Linked DNA regions of Mus musculus: regions 2, 3, 4 and 5 are each linked to region 1. The links are chromatin contacts, called in public capture Hi-C and promoter capture Hi-C maps. All regions are on one chromosome and are shown on one strand. Each heading gives the region's core, a stretch centred on a gene start, on an enhancer-like site or on the middle of the called end of the contact. The rest is flanking DNA. Distances are from core to core; before and after follow the strand shown. Region 1 holds the start of Stom (stomatin). Region 2 overlaps Ttll11 (tubulin tyrosine ligase-like family, member 11). Region 3 holds the start of Ttll11 (tubulin tyrosine ligase-like family, member 11). Region 4 holds the start of Rabepk (Rab9 effector protein with kelch motifs). Region 5 holds the start of Rbm18 (RNA binding motif protein 18).

Evidence for each region. Promoter capture Hi-C pulls out the DNA fragments that hold promoters and counts their contacts. Capture Hi-C pulls out chosen DNA fragments and counts their contacts.
Region 2: a contact with region 1 is called in a promoter capture Hi-C map of pre-B cells, with 3 times the contacts expected there. The contact joins the enhancer-like site here to the promoter of Stom in region 1. A contact is called at or near these places in 8 of 39 promoter capture datasets (the 3T3-L1 cell line, the C10 cell line, cranial neural crest and 5 more) and 1 of 9 other capture datasets (embryonic stem cells).
Region 3: a promoter capture Hi-C map of pre-B cells shows a contact between it and region 1, with 6 times the contacts expected there. The contact joins the promoter of Ttll11 here to the promoter of Stom in region 1. A contact is called at or near these places in 3 of 39 promoter capture datasets (the C10 cell line, liver and pre-B cells) and 2 of 115 datasets of contacts at active chromatin or transcription factors (large pre-B cells and pro-B cells).
Region 4: a contact with region 1 is called in a capture Hi-C map of macrophages, with 3 times the contacts expected there. The contact joins the promoter of Rabepk here to the promoter of Stom in region 1. A contact is called at or near these places in 2 of 39 promoter capture datasets (3T3-L1-derived adipocytes and pre-B cells), 1 of 115 datasets of contacts at active chromatin or transcription factors (pancreatic cancer cells) and 1 of 9 other capture datasets (macrophages).
Region 5: a contact with region 1 is called in a promoter capture Hi-C map of pre-B cells, with 3 times the contacts expected there. The contact joins the promoter of Rbm18 here to the promoter of Stom in region 1. A contact is called at or near these places in 4 of 39 promoter capture datasets (the C10 cell line, HPC-7-derived erythroid cells, liver and 1 more) and 1 of 9 other capture datasets (liver).

The regions. Positions count from the first base shown.
Region 1 is chr2:35,335,577-35,338,276 of GRCm38.p6, reverse strand. It overlaps Stom (stomatin), which reads left to right and starts at 1,268. Exons shown (of 7, transcript NM_013515.2): 1 at 1,268-1,418. The coding sequence starts at 1,358.
Region 2 is chr2:35,897,650-35,900,349 of GRCm38.p6, reverse strand. All of the region lies in intron 4 of Ttll11 (tubulin tyrosine ligase-like family, member 11), which reads left to right. The region is part of intron 2 of Gm35396 (predicted gene, 35396); the gene reads right to left. Among named protein-coding and RNA genes, the nearest start is that of Gm35396, 15 kb to the right of the region's middle. Within about 2 kb of position 1,264, at least 91 of the 459 cell types and tissues checked have an H3K27ac peak or open chromatin away from gene starts, as enhancers often do. A contact at or near this core is called in pre-B cells, where this site is marked.
Region 3 is chr2:35,978,469-35,981,168 of GRCm38.p6, reverse strand. Ttll11 (tubulin tyrosine ligase-like family, member 11) reads left to right here and starts at 1,349. Exons shown (of 10, transcript NM_029774.3): 1 at 1,349-1,997. The coding sequence starts at 1,545.
Region 4 is chr2:34,798,496-34,801,195 of GRCm38.p6, reverse strand. It overlaps Rabepk (Rab9 effector protein with kelch motifs), which reads left to right and starts at 1,284. Exons shown (of 8, transcript NM_145522.4): 1 at 1,284-1,445. The coding sequence starts at 1,428.
Region 5 is chr2:36,135,433-36,138,132 of GRCm38.p6, reverse strand. Rbm18 (RNA binding motif protein 18) reads left to right here and starts at 1,429. Exons shown (of 6, transcript NM_026434.4): 1 at 1,429-1,651. Mrrf (mitochondrial ribosome recycling factor) reads right to left here and starts at 1,735. Exons shown (of 7, transcript NM_026422.2): 1 at 1,434-1,735.

The sequences.
Region 1 (2,700 bases), core at 19-2,518:
GTGTGTGTGTGTGTCAGAGAGAGAGAGAGAGAGAGAGAGAGAGAGAGAGAGAGAGAGAATGTTTCCAAGAGGGAGCTCTCAGCAGTGATGAACTAGCTCTGTATCTTTATAACTGTGTTTATAAGAATGTATATACATGTGATAAAATGGCATATTTGAATACTTATTCTGTCAGGGCCAATTTCCTATTTTGAGACTGCACATAAAACAGATTTAACTATAGGAGTAACATGAATAGAGGGTCCTTGTGACCACTATAATGTCTTTTCAGCTTTCTGTGATTCTATGTTTATTCAAAATAAAATGCCTTTTAAAAGTTTATTTTGTGTACCTTAATATTTCCCTGAACAGTTTGCATTGGGACAGTCCAGGGAGAAAAACAAAAACAAAAACAAACAAACAAAAAAAAAAACCAGCAGTGATTTTTCAAACATGAGGTTTTCAGTTACAAACTGCAAGGGAGGCAACTTGAGACTGGGAGGGTTCTGGCAAGTGCTTCCTCCAGAGCCTGGACACTGTAAAATGTAATTTTAGAATCCAGGCCCGACCTTTCACCTCTCATGAATAAGTCTGCCCCCATTCCAAGGTTGGCTCTTTCAGGGGACATTTTTCACGGGCCACATCCTTATTTATAGAAAGAAGCCTTTCGGTTTTGATTAATCAAATGGGCTCCGTGCTGTTGCTTTCGAAACACCCTTAGCTTGTTTGTTTGTGGTATAATACAAACTTCACGAGGGCTGGCACTGTGTCCACCTCTGCCCACTGCATCAACTGGGAGGCCCTCGCCTGCTAGAGGCCAAGCGCTCCGTAAGTTAATTTTGTCTGAAAAAAGTAATGTACCGCCTGGAAATTGGTCTTCTTTGGGGCAAGAGCATTGACGCGAACTCCTTCCTCTCACTGCCTACCCGATGTACCAGGCTATACTCAGCACCCTCAGCACGCCCCTCAATCTGCAAGACCCCCACTACAAGAGGACGCCTTCCCCCTCACTAATGCCTGGAATCACAGGATGCCTTGCACCGCTCCTCAGCCCCGCCCTGTTCTCACAGCTTCTCCTCGGATCAACCCACTGGAAGCTGGAGCGAGACTCTGGCAGGGCCTTAAGCATTCTGGCCTCACTGTCTTACCCTCCTAGTATCTGCCTGCCAACACCCCCTTCAGGCCACGCCCCCTCCGGTCACGCACTCTGAGGGCGGGAGAGGCGTGTCTTCTCCTCCATTCCCGGGCACCTATTGGGCGGGCCGCCAGCTGGGGGCGGGACTGCACCAGAGCTTGAGCCCCTTCGTTGCTAACGGCTCTCAGTAAAGCTCCGGCTTTGGGAACTGACGAGTTTTTGAGCGACTCTGACTCCAGCACTATGTCTGACAAACGGCAGTCCAGCCATGTCCAGTCTCAGCGGATCCCTGAGTCCTTCAGAGGTGAGTCTCTCGTCCCCCGCACAGCCTCTTCAAGCCCCCCTCTGGGTCCCGAGACCCACCGCCTGCAGTGAGAACCCCCGCAGACCGCCGGCGTGCCTCCACTGCACTGTGTGCGCTTCGCAGAGCCGTCGTCTTCTTCATTCCTGGGTTCTCGGGCTGATACATGATGATTTGGGGGTGCTGGGGTGCAGCCTGCATGGCAGTCAAGAGGGCGCACTCGCGCGGCAGGGGCGTGTATCCATTGCTCGGCACCCTAGCAGGCAAGAACTGGCTTATCCTTTGGGTCCTAGATGCCAGGTGCCTATCACCAGCGCTTCTTTATCTCGGGCGGTGCACGCAGACCAGGACAGACCCTGGCAGCCAGGAGTGGTAGAGGCGCCTCTTCTGCAGCTTCAGCCTCCTCTGCTCATTCTTGTTTCTTTTCTGCCCCAGCGCCTGGGAGGGGAAGCAAGCAGTCCCAACAAGTAGCCTTCAGCAATCCCTACGTGATCCACAGTCCTCTGAACCAGGGAAGAACTCCCACCCTCTTCCTGCCGTCCCCAGCTTCGGGAAACTAATCAATTTCCTAGTAAAGGGCTAGGCTTCAACCTATGACACAGTAGGCGGTATAGGCAGAAGAAAGGAGGTCTCCCTGGCTTTCCTTCCAGTTCCATTGTCTGTCCCATACTGTGTCCACTTTTGTCTTAGAGATCTCTCCTTCCAGGTAAATAGCTCACCACTCTTCTGGAGCCTTCCTAGTTTTGAAGGCAAGAACTGTTAGCAGGCCCTCAGGCTATCTTCTATAAAAAAATTAGAGCCCTTGAGCGAACTACCTCCTTGAGCCTTTAAATTGTATAACTCCTTGGGGTCAGGAGATGCCCAGTAAGAGAAAATAAACCTCGCAGGAGTCCTGCTATCCTCCTGGGAGCTTTACTAATCTAAAGGAATTATTTCTAAAGATGGAATTTCAGGGAGAATGACACGGTGGAAGAGATTTAGGAGGCTGAGTGGGCTTTTCCATCATCCTGCGGAGACAGCTGTCATCCATTCGGATTATTTGCAAAGCCAACCTGGCCTCCCATCTAACGCCCATCCCCCTGCCCAGAAGCATCTTTAACTCTTTCTCAGGCGAATCTTGAGGATCTCAGATGGCTCCAGAGTGTTGTAATAGGAAACCTACAGGATTCCATCCTCGGGATTATGCAGAAAAGCCTGTGTGTGTATCATTCTCCATACTTTAACCCTTCCCCCAACTGGGAGCATAGCAAAATTAAAGAGAGCCATAGCAAAACTGACCCTTAAT
Region 2 (2,700 bases), core at 15-2,514, 560 kb before region 1:
ATAGATAGACACCTACTGACCAGCCCACAAACACACTGGGTTGCTCCAGATCCAGAGACTCAGGGATTTTGCCCCCATCAGCAGGATCATCAGGTGAAAGCCTCTGGCCAGGGATTGAGACAGTGTGAGAAGTAGTAATTGTCCCATCGAGTCCCATCCATGGTCCTATGCCAATCCTGCTCTCTGAGCCTGCAGCTCTTAAGCAGGTATTTGCAATAGCCGTGAGGAGATGGTTAGAAAGGGCTACTGAGGAGGACTTCAGGACAGTGCTAGAACAAAGAAGTCCCAACCCAGGCCACCACAAAGTGAGGGTCACACCCTGGGTTCATCCCTGAGGACAAGTGTGGCCATGCCTGTTTGGCTATTCTAAGAGCATCCCATGGGGCCAGGCAAGCATGACCAAACCACAGAGGCCCAGCAAGGAGGACCGGGTGGTCATTATGTGTGTGTCCTGCAGTAGACAGGCAACAACAGCCACCAAGGTTGGGGTAGGGCCAGCTGTAGGGGCTGAAAGTCCAGATCAGGAGCCACTGCTTTGGTTAGGGTCACAGCTAGCAAATGGGCTCAGAACCTCATGGCCATTTGCCACTATTTGACCACACGCTAAACGCTTCCAGGGTGATGAGACAGGCTAGGAATGAAGCCCTTTCTGGTATAGTAAGTACTGGAGACTTTCTCACCACCTAGTGTGTCTTAGGTTCCCTCTGCACACTCACACCTGTGTGTGTGTGTGTGTGTGTGTGTGTGTGTGTGCGCGCGCGCGCGCGCGTGCGTGCATGTGTGTGTGTGCGCGTGCATGTGTGTGTGCACACGTGCACGTGTGCACACTGGGAAGTGATGTAGGTGAAGAGGCTTTAAGAAGGTGTCAAGTGGTATCTGTTGCTCTGAGTGCCTTGGATACGCAGTAAGGGAGAGGATTTGGAACCTACTCAGAGCCAAGTCCACTCCTGCTTGCTCTGTCTGAATCACCTTTCAGGATGCTGTTAGCTGGGCTCTAGACACACGGGCAGACCTTGAGGTTTCCATGGTATGGTTCTGATGTCCATTTGCCACGTGACCTGTCCTAAGTCACTTAACTCTTCAGGAACTTAGCTTCCTCCCCTGCCTTACAGGGTCAGCACCCAACTCCTGTGAGACATGGATGACACAGGAAACACTTTGCATACTGTTGAGACTCGGCACAAGTGCAGGAAGTTATTTCTTAGCTGGGCAGGTCTTTCTTGCTTGTAGCAAGACCTGGCCAGATGGCAGCGTTACAGAGCGTAAACCCTGGCCAACCAAATTACACTCATCTGGGGCATGTGACTGTGACCCTGTTCCAGCCATGACCACAGTAATGACTTGGAAAACATGGTGGCCAAGCAACAGCTGGCACGGCTCTGCTGTGGTCAGATTTCCTGTAATCTGCTGCTGAGGAACACAGCTGCCCTGTCATTTCAGCCTCTGCCTTGTCATTGCCCAGGCAGCCCCAGCCACAGAGCCTCACATCTGCTGTCTTGAGGGCAGCAGTGTGACCCTGGCTTAAATATCAAGGTCAGCCTGGGTGTAGACAGTCATGTGGCAGAAACACACACAGAGGGAACACACTTTGTGGCTTGAACTGTATAGTTTTCTTGTTCTCCGTGTCTAATTTTGTCTTTAGCCATGACCCTCCTGTTGGATGTCTAGAGATAGAGCTTTCCTAAGGCCTAGTATAATTCTCCTCTTCCTGTGTCCTCTACCCTCTCTCTTACCCCACAGCCTATACACATCACCAGGCAGAAGCTGAGAATCAGTGTATTGGGGTGGGGGATGGAGGGGCTGTCAAGGGCTGGGGTTTCCCTCTCAGATGGACTGGGTTGAGCTTCTTCCAGCTCCTGCTTACAGCAACTGTAGCTGGCGAGCTCGACAAGTCAACCTTTTCTAGTCTGGATTTTTTTAGCTATAAGTAGCAAGCTTGTTTGTAGCCATACCCCAGAGTTGTTGCACACTCCAGCAAGAGGGAGCTGTGTAAAACAGCCCCCAATACACAGCAGTCACTTAATAAGTGAGAATATGGGTGTTTATTACTCTGACAACAGTTATCACACCTACCCACCTACAGTAACCTTGAAGTTACTGTAAATCGGCAACTATCCTCATTTTGATGTTAACTAGGACATTGGTGATAAAAGTTTGGAATCAAGTTTGGAAACCAAGACCTTAGCCTGGTGTTTGTCGCATCCCAATCCAGCTGCCTAGCTCCCCTGTGCCTCAACCTTGGTTCTTCCACACCAGATCTGCTTCCTCTCCAGAGGTTGTCACCAGTGCCTCCCTGGTTGGACCATTGGTCCTCTGTCTCTGCCAGCCTGGCCTGCTCACTCCTATTCACTAGTTTCAATATTCAGTACCTTCCAAAGTACAGCTCAAGACTTTCTTTCTCTGTAAAGCATTCCTTGTCCACTCTGACTATGTTATTTTCTTCCTTTGCAATATATCACATTCCCTGGGTACCCACTGAGATGAGACCTGAGATAGGTGTGGGCCATGTAGCTAAGGACAAGGCGAGGCCAGGGCCTCTAAGGGGTGCTCCGGTTAGTGTGAAAGACTCACAGAGATAATCCCTGCTCTGTATACATCATGCTGTCCAAGTGCTCACATGAGATGAGGGGAGAGAGTTAACTGTCCAACTGAAGGCTCCCAGAGGGGATGCCCAAGTGAGTTCAAGGCATGATTGAGGGT
Region 3 (2,700 bases), core at 100-2,599, 640 kb before region 1:
ACTAAATGTGGCAGAACTCACTGAAGTGCAACCACGGCCACTGGTCAGTCCAGGCTGCTGTTACGACTTTCTAACCCCATTTTCTGAAACTTTCAAGTTAACCCAAATGTGGCTCCCTCAGGCAGGAGAGGACCCTCTTCTAGATCAACTCTACATTTTTATGCCTACCTTAGTTGGGTATAGGAGTTCATCACTCAGGAGGCAGAGGCAGGCAGAACTTTGTGAGTTTGATACCAAGTGGTCTATATAGTGAGTTTCAGGACAGCCAGGCCTGCTAAAGAGACCATCTTAACAACAACAAAGTATGGCAGCCATGAAAAACTGAAAGGAGGGGCTCAAAGAAATACTTGTACATGAATGTTAATGGCACTATTAGTCACAAGAGTCAAGGGATTAAAATAACCAAAAAGTCCGCAGAAAGGTCTATGGAAGAATAATTGTGCACGCACACATAGAATATTTGTAAGCTTTATGATGGAGTAAAATTCTGACACCCACTATGATGAAAAACAAAAACAAAAACCTTGTGAAGCCAAATAAGATAAAAACAAGAGGTACCCCAGTAGTTAGATTCAAGGGGGAAATAGACTTGTGGTGACCAGGGCTGTGGGGTGGGAATCCCAGGAGTTAGTTTATGGGTATGCTTTCAATATGAAAAGTTCTGAAGATGAATGGTAGAGATGGTTTGCACCACAGTATGAATGCACTGAATGCCACTGAAGAGTGAATTAAAAATAGATTAAATGAGGGCTGGAGATGAAGGCTCATCTGCCATTCATTTCCTGGAACCACGCAGCAGGTCACATCAGGGAATCTGATGCTCTCTTCTGGCCTCCTTCTCCACCAGGAACATGCATAGTACACATACATACATGTAGGCAAAATTATACACACCACACACATAATAAATTTAAAAATAATTAGTACGTTTTGTTATATGTTTTTATTGTAATAAAAAGTGTTGCCCTCTACAAGTCTAGGAATCTGAAGGGCTTCTCCATCTCATGGGAGAGACCTGAAAACCGACAAAGGTGGCCTCCAGCCTCAGTCTGAGGCTCACAGAAAAGGAGTCGATGAATGTAGTAGGACTGGGGAAACTAAGTCTCGTGTTTGAGGAAGATGCCGCTCTTCCCAAGTCCTTCCCTTTCCAAGCTCGGGAGCGAGACAGGAGCGCAACCTCTTTTACCCTCAGCCCCACTATAAATCATTCCTAGCCAGTCCCTGAGTGCTCAGAAACTCTGCATGTGTGACAAGCTGCCCTCTTCCAAGATGGCTATCGCCACCTCTGTGACAGGCCTGGTCACGTGGACGCGCTCGCTTGTGAGGTCGCCGGGCCCGGCAGGCGATTGTCCCTTGCGGGGCCCCGTCCCGAGGCGGCGACTATCCCTGTCAACCGGGGCCTGAGAGATCATGGCAACGGGCTCGGGCGGGGAGCGCGTGGCGGCGGCGGCGGCGGCGACGGCGGCGGCAGTTTGGTCGCGGGCCGGGACGGCGGAGCAGCGGCGGCGGCGGTGGCTGTGGCGCCGGCACCGGCCCTGAGCGTCATGCGGCGCAGCAGCCCGGAGAAGAAGCCGGAGGCTGAGTGGGAGGCGGACGCGGCGGCGGCGGCGGCGGCGACAGCAGCGGCGACCGAGTCGCTACCGGCGGAGACTGAGAAGCAGCAGGGCGTGGACGCTGGCGCGGCCGGGGATCCAGAGCGCCTGGAGCTGGAGGAGCAGCCCAAGGACGTGGGCCGGATCCCGACCCCGACGCGACGCCACGCGCCCGAGGAAGGAGAGGCCCGCGTCGTCCGGCGGCTGCCACCAGCGCTGCCCCTGGCCCAGCCGAGGCCGGCGGCGCGGGCCCTGAGCCAGCTCGTGAAGGCACGGGGCCGGAGCCGGAGCCGGGTCTACCGGCGGAGCGCAGGCTCGATGCGGCCGGTCACCGTGGACAGCTCCAAGGCCCGCACCTCCCTGGACGCGCTCAAGATCAGTCTTCGCCAGCTCAGGTGGAAGGAGGTGAGGCCCGCCGGCCCGGCGCGTGGGCACAGGGGGGTCGTCCCGAGGCCTGGCCCCCGGAGCCACTTCCCAGGTCAGGTCAGCCCGTCTCTGCTCTGCTCCCCTACAGCTTTTCTTATGTCTGCAGCCCTGGCCTCGTCAAGCTGTAGATCCTGGTTTATCCGTCCTGTCTTCTCCTCTGTTGGCCCCGGGGCCAGGGGCCACCTTTCACTTTCTGCATTTCAGTGATATTTAAAGTTTAGTAAACTTTCATGCTTAGAGTGCCACTCTTGGGCCAGGTTTGTGCTCGCCAGCGCCTCACTACACTCTTCAACTTAGCTGTGCGACCTTGAGCAAGCTACTTTTCTTCTTTTGGTCCCGTTTACCTCGGTAAAGGGAAGCCGGTTCGTTCCGGTTTGGAGCATAGTGCCTAGTGCTTGCACAAGGTTTCAGCAAATGACAACCTACTTTCATCACGATCTTTTACCACCACCACCATCACCACCACCGCAGACACTGATTGGGGGATGTAGCAGGTGACAGTAAGTGGGGGTGAAAGCATGTGTGAGCAGATGAATCACCCTTGAATTCATTTCAGACCTTTTAAGGGACGGGGTGGGACAAAAGCACCAACGAATCCGAGAGGTTTCTATTTTCATTGGCTGAGTAAATAAAGCCAGCTGACTTTATTTACAGCATAGAAACCATTGGTCCACTAAAGATT
Region 4 (2,700 bases), core at 35-2,534, 540 kb after region 1:
GACAGCTACAGTGTACTTACATATAATAAATAAATCTTAAAAAAAAAAAAAAAAGAAAGCAGAGTGAGTGCATACCTCTAAATTCTTTGGCAGTCTATGGGAGCTTTCTGATAATTACAGGCAATCACAAAGACTCAGGTATTGGAAATATAATGGCAAAGTTGTGAAGAGAGCTGTAGCCCAATTTTACTTTGTCCATGAATTTTGGTTATATTTTCAAGTAACTAAATAAATAAATTGGAGTGGGAGCATTGTAAATCTTTTCTGTAAATCACAGCATTTGTATGGTGGAGGCAGCAGAATCAGGAGTTCAAGACCATCCTCAGGTATACAGTGAGATGGGAGGCAAGCCTGGACTGCATGAGACCCTGTCTCAAAATTAAAACCCAAGTTTTTCTTTTACTTGCACTAGTAAATTCTCTAGACAGCTGTGTTCCGATATTGCTATTCCCATTCTATCTATGAGTAAACTAGGGTTCAGAGAGGAGCAGACTCGTCAGACATTTCCCATTTAGTGCGGGAGCTTGTTTGAAGCCAGTCTGTCTTCCCTCTCCCACTAAAGACACACTACTTCTGTTTCTAGGCTGTCTTGAGTTCTGAGGGAAGTTAGTGAGCTCAGAGTATGGTACTCTGTTCACACATAGGCACATAGGCGAGCTATCTTTGTTTTAGGAAAGTCACGGGGCACCTATAGCTAGGACATAGATCAGAGAGGATGCAGATGAAGCTGTCAACAGAGGTAGTTTGTGTCTAGATAAAAATAATCACGGCTTTTACAAAGGACCAGCTCTGGGCCTCCATAAAAATTCCCGACTACAACCTCTATGGAAATCTTAAAATTTGTGTGTCGCTGAGAGAAGACACCAAAAGTATTAATAACTTTCCCCAAGAACATACAGTGTCAATGAACTTTTTATTCTTCAGCGTTTACAATAGGACCTCCTAGTTGTCCTTCGTGTTTAATCTCTCTGCTCAGCCTGTGAGCTCCCGGAAAGCCCAGGGCCTGTGGTCTGGAACGTGCTGTAACCACAAACAGCGATTATGGAAATAACCCGCTTTAGGATCCACAGTTTGAACCAACCTCAAACCTGCACAGGCAAAACCTAGCATCCTATGGCATGCAGGAAATCTCACTCGGGAGCCTGAAGCAGAATTCAAGGTCAGCCTGGCTTACGTGAGTTCCAACCCATCCTTCCCCTTCAGAAGTCACTACTAAGGACTGCTGTAACAAACTCCGTCGGGACCCGAAATTGGAGTTATGGACCGGATGCCAACCAGTACGCAGAGTTCCGGGAGGCCCTGACTAAGTTTGGCGCGTAGTCCCGGAGACCCGGAGGCGTAGAGCGGTTGGCCTGGACGCGCTTCCGGGACTGGGGAAGAGGACGGGCTCCTAAGCTCCGCCCCATGGGTGGAGCCACGTCCAGGACATGCGGGGGCTGCGGCAGGTAATAGGTGCTGGGCTGGAGGTCTCTTAAGGCAGTAGGCTTGAACTGGGTGGGAGGGGTAGTACCCATGGTCTCCGGCCGGTCAGTTTTGGGGAAAGCTGGCAGCCATTTCTCCCTGACCCCGACTTCTTTCGCGCGGAGATGTGGCCGGCAGAGGGGACGCAAAGGAGGTGGCTAGGAGAGTCCCCGCCACGCCGGCCCCTCTAAGCTCTGGGCTGACCCTGTGGTCATTAGCCTAGCCCGCTTGTGGGCCTCATCGGCCCAACTCTCCTTTAATTCCCTTTCTTCATTCGTTTGTCCTTCACTTCTACACTCTGCAGGTCCATTGGTAAGTTATCGGAATGAATCAGAAGGCCGGACATGCTAACATTTTGGAATCTAGTTTCGATACTTTTCTGTTACTTTTATTTTGAGACAAGTCTCACTGTGTAGCTCAAGCTGGCCTCTGCTGCCTCAAGCCTCTCTAGTGCCATGTAGTGCACCACCATGCCTGGCCGATTACAGACTTTTAAATAGATAGTTACATTCAGGGATGTAAGGGTGTAGTTCAATTGGTAGACTGCCTGCCTATCGAGAACTTAGCCCTGGGTTTGATCTCCAGAAGGCATAAAAAGGTATGGTGGTGTTTGCCTGTAATTCCAGCTTTTGGGAGGTGGCAGCAAGAGAAGCAGAAGTTCAGGGTCATCCTTGGCTACATAATGAGTGGGGGCTAGCCTAAGGTACATAAGACCGTGTCTCTAAATGAGTAATGAGTTTAAAAGAAAAGATAATTACGTTCAGAATGACTCCTGTAATATGGTGGTTAAATGGATACAGTCATATATATTGTGGTCTAAACCCAAGTCCTGATTAAGCCTTCCTGCCGAGGGTGTATGTGATGTATATTGCTAATCCCTGAGGCAGGAGCAGTAACTTGAGAGACTGGAAAGGGGTAATCTCTTTAAATAACCTTTGAAATTTTCTGGGACTTGAACCCAGAGCTTTGCCCATGCTAAACAGACACTCTACCACAGAGCCATGCCAACTCCTTGAAACTGGCTTTAAATATCCACTAGCAGTGTGAAAATTTACAGGAAGGAAAGATAGGGGCGGCAGTAATTACCACAGAATGCTTGTTAATTTTATTAAATTCCCACTGGGTGAGGCAGTGCAAGTTATGAAAGTCAGAGGAGCAACAGAAAGCCCAGTATTGCAGGCAAGGCCCCAAAAAGCCACAGAGTGAGATCCTGTCCGAAAATAACAGCAAAAAGATAGA
Region 5 (2,700 bases), core at 180-2,679, 800 kb before region 1:
CCTGACTCAATACAACATCCAAATGTCCTTGGCACACGCCAAAGGAGGAATAGTGGACAAAGACTTCACGTAAAGACTAGGACACCTGGATTCCAATGTACCCGCCTCATCAACCCTATCACATGCAACTTTGGAATTCACAACCACTTACATTCAAAGAGCATGGATCACAGCTCTACCCCAGATGAGAACTATAGCAAATAATTTCTCCTAATTTGGTTTTGTATCCTCGGCCATTCACTGAAGGAATCAAATCAAGTTTCCTGGCTTTCCAACTATGGGTTCTCTAAGATTCTGGGAATTTCAATGGAATGTGGTCAAAAGAGAAAGCACTGTGGATCCGATCCACCATCTGTGGTGAAACCACCCCGAGCATGCAGACCTTACAAGAGGAAGAGACGAAGACCCTTATGGAAGGTCTCAGTAAAGGTTGAATCCTCGGACACTATAGAAAATGTTAAGGCCAAGATCCAGGATAAGGAAGGAATTCCTTCTCTCAGCAGAGGCTGATCTTTGCTGGCAAGCAGCTGAAAGATGGCCATACTTTGACTGTAACATTCAAAAGGTGTGCTGAGACTTCATGGTGGTCCTGAGAAAAGGATAAAGGGTTATAGCACTGCCAAGAAGAATAAGAATAAGAAGGTTAAGTTGGCTGTGCTGAAATACTATAAAGTGGATGAAAATGTCCTCCTGATCAACATGGGGCTAGAGTGTTCATGGCTAGTTACCTTGACAGACATTACTGTGGTGAGTGTTGCCTGCCTTACTGCTTCAACAATCCAGAAGACAAGTAGTTGTGTGTGAGTTAATAAAAACACAGGAATGAGAAGGAAAAAAAAAAAAAAAAGCACCAAACTTTGAGATGGCCTAGGCAACTGTCCTGCTTCTAGTGCTTCCTAAGTATGTGATCTTAATCTGTAAAATGTGCCAGAGTCACGGGAATGATGAAGCACCATCGAAATGACAACTGTTTGCCCACTGGTCAGCAGAATGATGATTTTAAAAGCCCCAGGCATTCGACTCAGGCCTGGGTGGAATTCAAACTTCATCACTTGGGAGACGCGCGACCTTGGTAAAGACAGCGCTTGAGTTTTTGTTTCTTCATCACCACCGGGAATAATTACACCTCCGCGTGTAGGGTTGTTTGGAAAAGGCATTATTCCTGTCAGGTGACGTCTTAAGCATCAGGAACTATTTACCAAGTTCCCAGGCAAGGCTCTAAATGTCGGCTGAGTGACAATGGCCCCGCCCCACCCTTGTGAGCATAGAAGTCCCGCCCCCGGCCTTAAGGTCCAGCCGAACTCTGCTGAACCAGTCACGGATAGTATCCTAGCCCTACGAGGTCCCTCCGAGAGCCTAGAAAAGTGTCACCAGAGCTCGAATCCCGCCCACTCCTTGAGAGCCGACCCCCACACACACTCAAGGCCACTCACCAGCTACGGCCGGGACTATAGAGAAACACACGCGGGACAGCGGAGGTGCGGGCGTCATGACGTCACGGGCCAGCGCGGCGGCGCAGGCGTAGTGCGTCACGGGCGGCCAGGCGGCGAGCGGTGTTTCGGCAGAGGTAACCTCAGGTCCTTCGCTCGGACCCCAGCGTCGGAAGCTGCTTTCGGGGCATGAGCTGAGGGCACAGCTCTGAGGCTAGCAGGTGAGTACCCGAAGCTCAGTGCCATCCTGGCCGCGGGGCCTTGGCGAAAACCATCCTCACCCGCAGGCTTCTAGGCCCCGCCCCGGATTGTCCTGTCTCTGGCCGGAAATAACAATCCCATTAGTGACTTCGCTGCCAGGAATCGGGGTGCCGTGGTTGTTGGCCTGACCCCGTGGTTAACGTGTAAGAATAAGCGACCCCAGTCCCCTCCTGACTTTTAGAGTAGATACCGCTCAGCCGGGAGGAGTAGATTGGCATTTGTGAACATGTTACTCAAAGGAGTTGTCGCCTTTGCAACCCCCAAAAGACTTGATAGTCACATACTAACTTATTAGACTTTACTGTTTGTTTCTCAAAATTTCATGAGCTGAGCTGTCACATGTATATTCTTATTTAAAATGACCACGTGATGCAGGAATTTGTCTCCATCTCAGGAAAGAAGAGAATTGAAAATAGTGCCAACTCTGAGCCAGGCAGTGTACAATATGCTGGGCATAGAGAACCATGATCAAGGCCCTATGCCATAGGAGCTTTTATTATTTTAGAAACATAGGCAAAAAGTAAACTACTCATTGTGTTCACACACAGGAGCAGAGATCCTGAGGAAGATACCTAAGGGAGGGACTGTTACTAAAGGCACAGTAGTTGGAAAAGTTGATTTTGAGTCGAGTCTCTCTAGCCCCATGTCCTGTACTCTTCCTATTTATACATGGCCTCTTTGGCATGTTTAAGTATCTTTTTGGTGTTACAGTTGTTTTTAGACGTGAGAACATCAGAAGTTCTAGCATTCAAATCCAGCATTCTCAGTCTGAAGTAGTGCAACCCCCAGTCACACAGCTTTCTCAGTGTTGGGTGAGTTCTCAGCATGGTTCTGAAGGCATTAGGGGTAGAATTTGGCAGAGCTACAGACTTTAATGAGGTACTCTCCTCATAAGGGAACTAAACTGAAGAGTCGTTAAATGATAGTGCCTGTCTCAGTATCTGTCAATTACTTCAATATTTTGCCGTTTTTAAATTTAGTTCTCTTTTTCAAAAATATCCGAGAATGG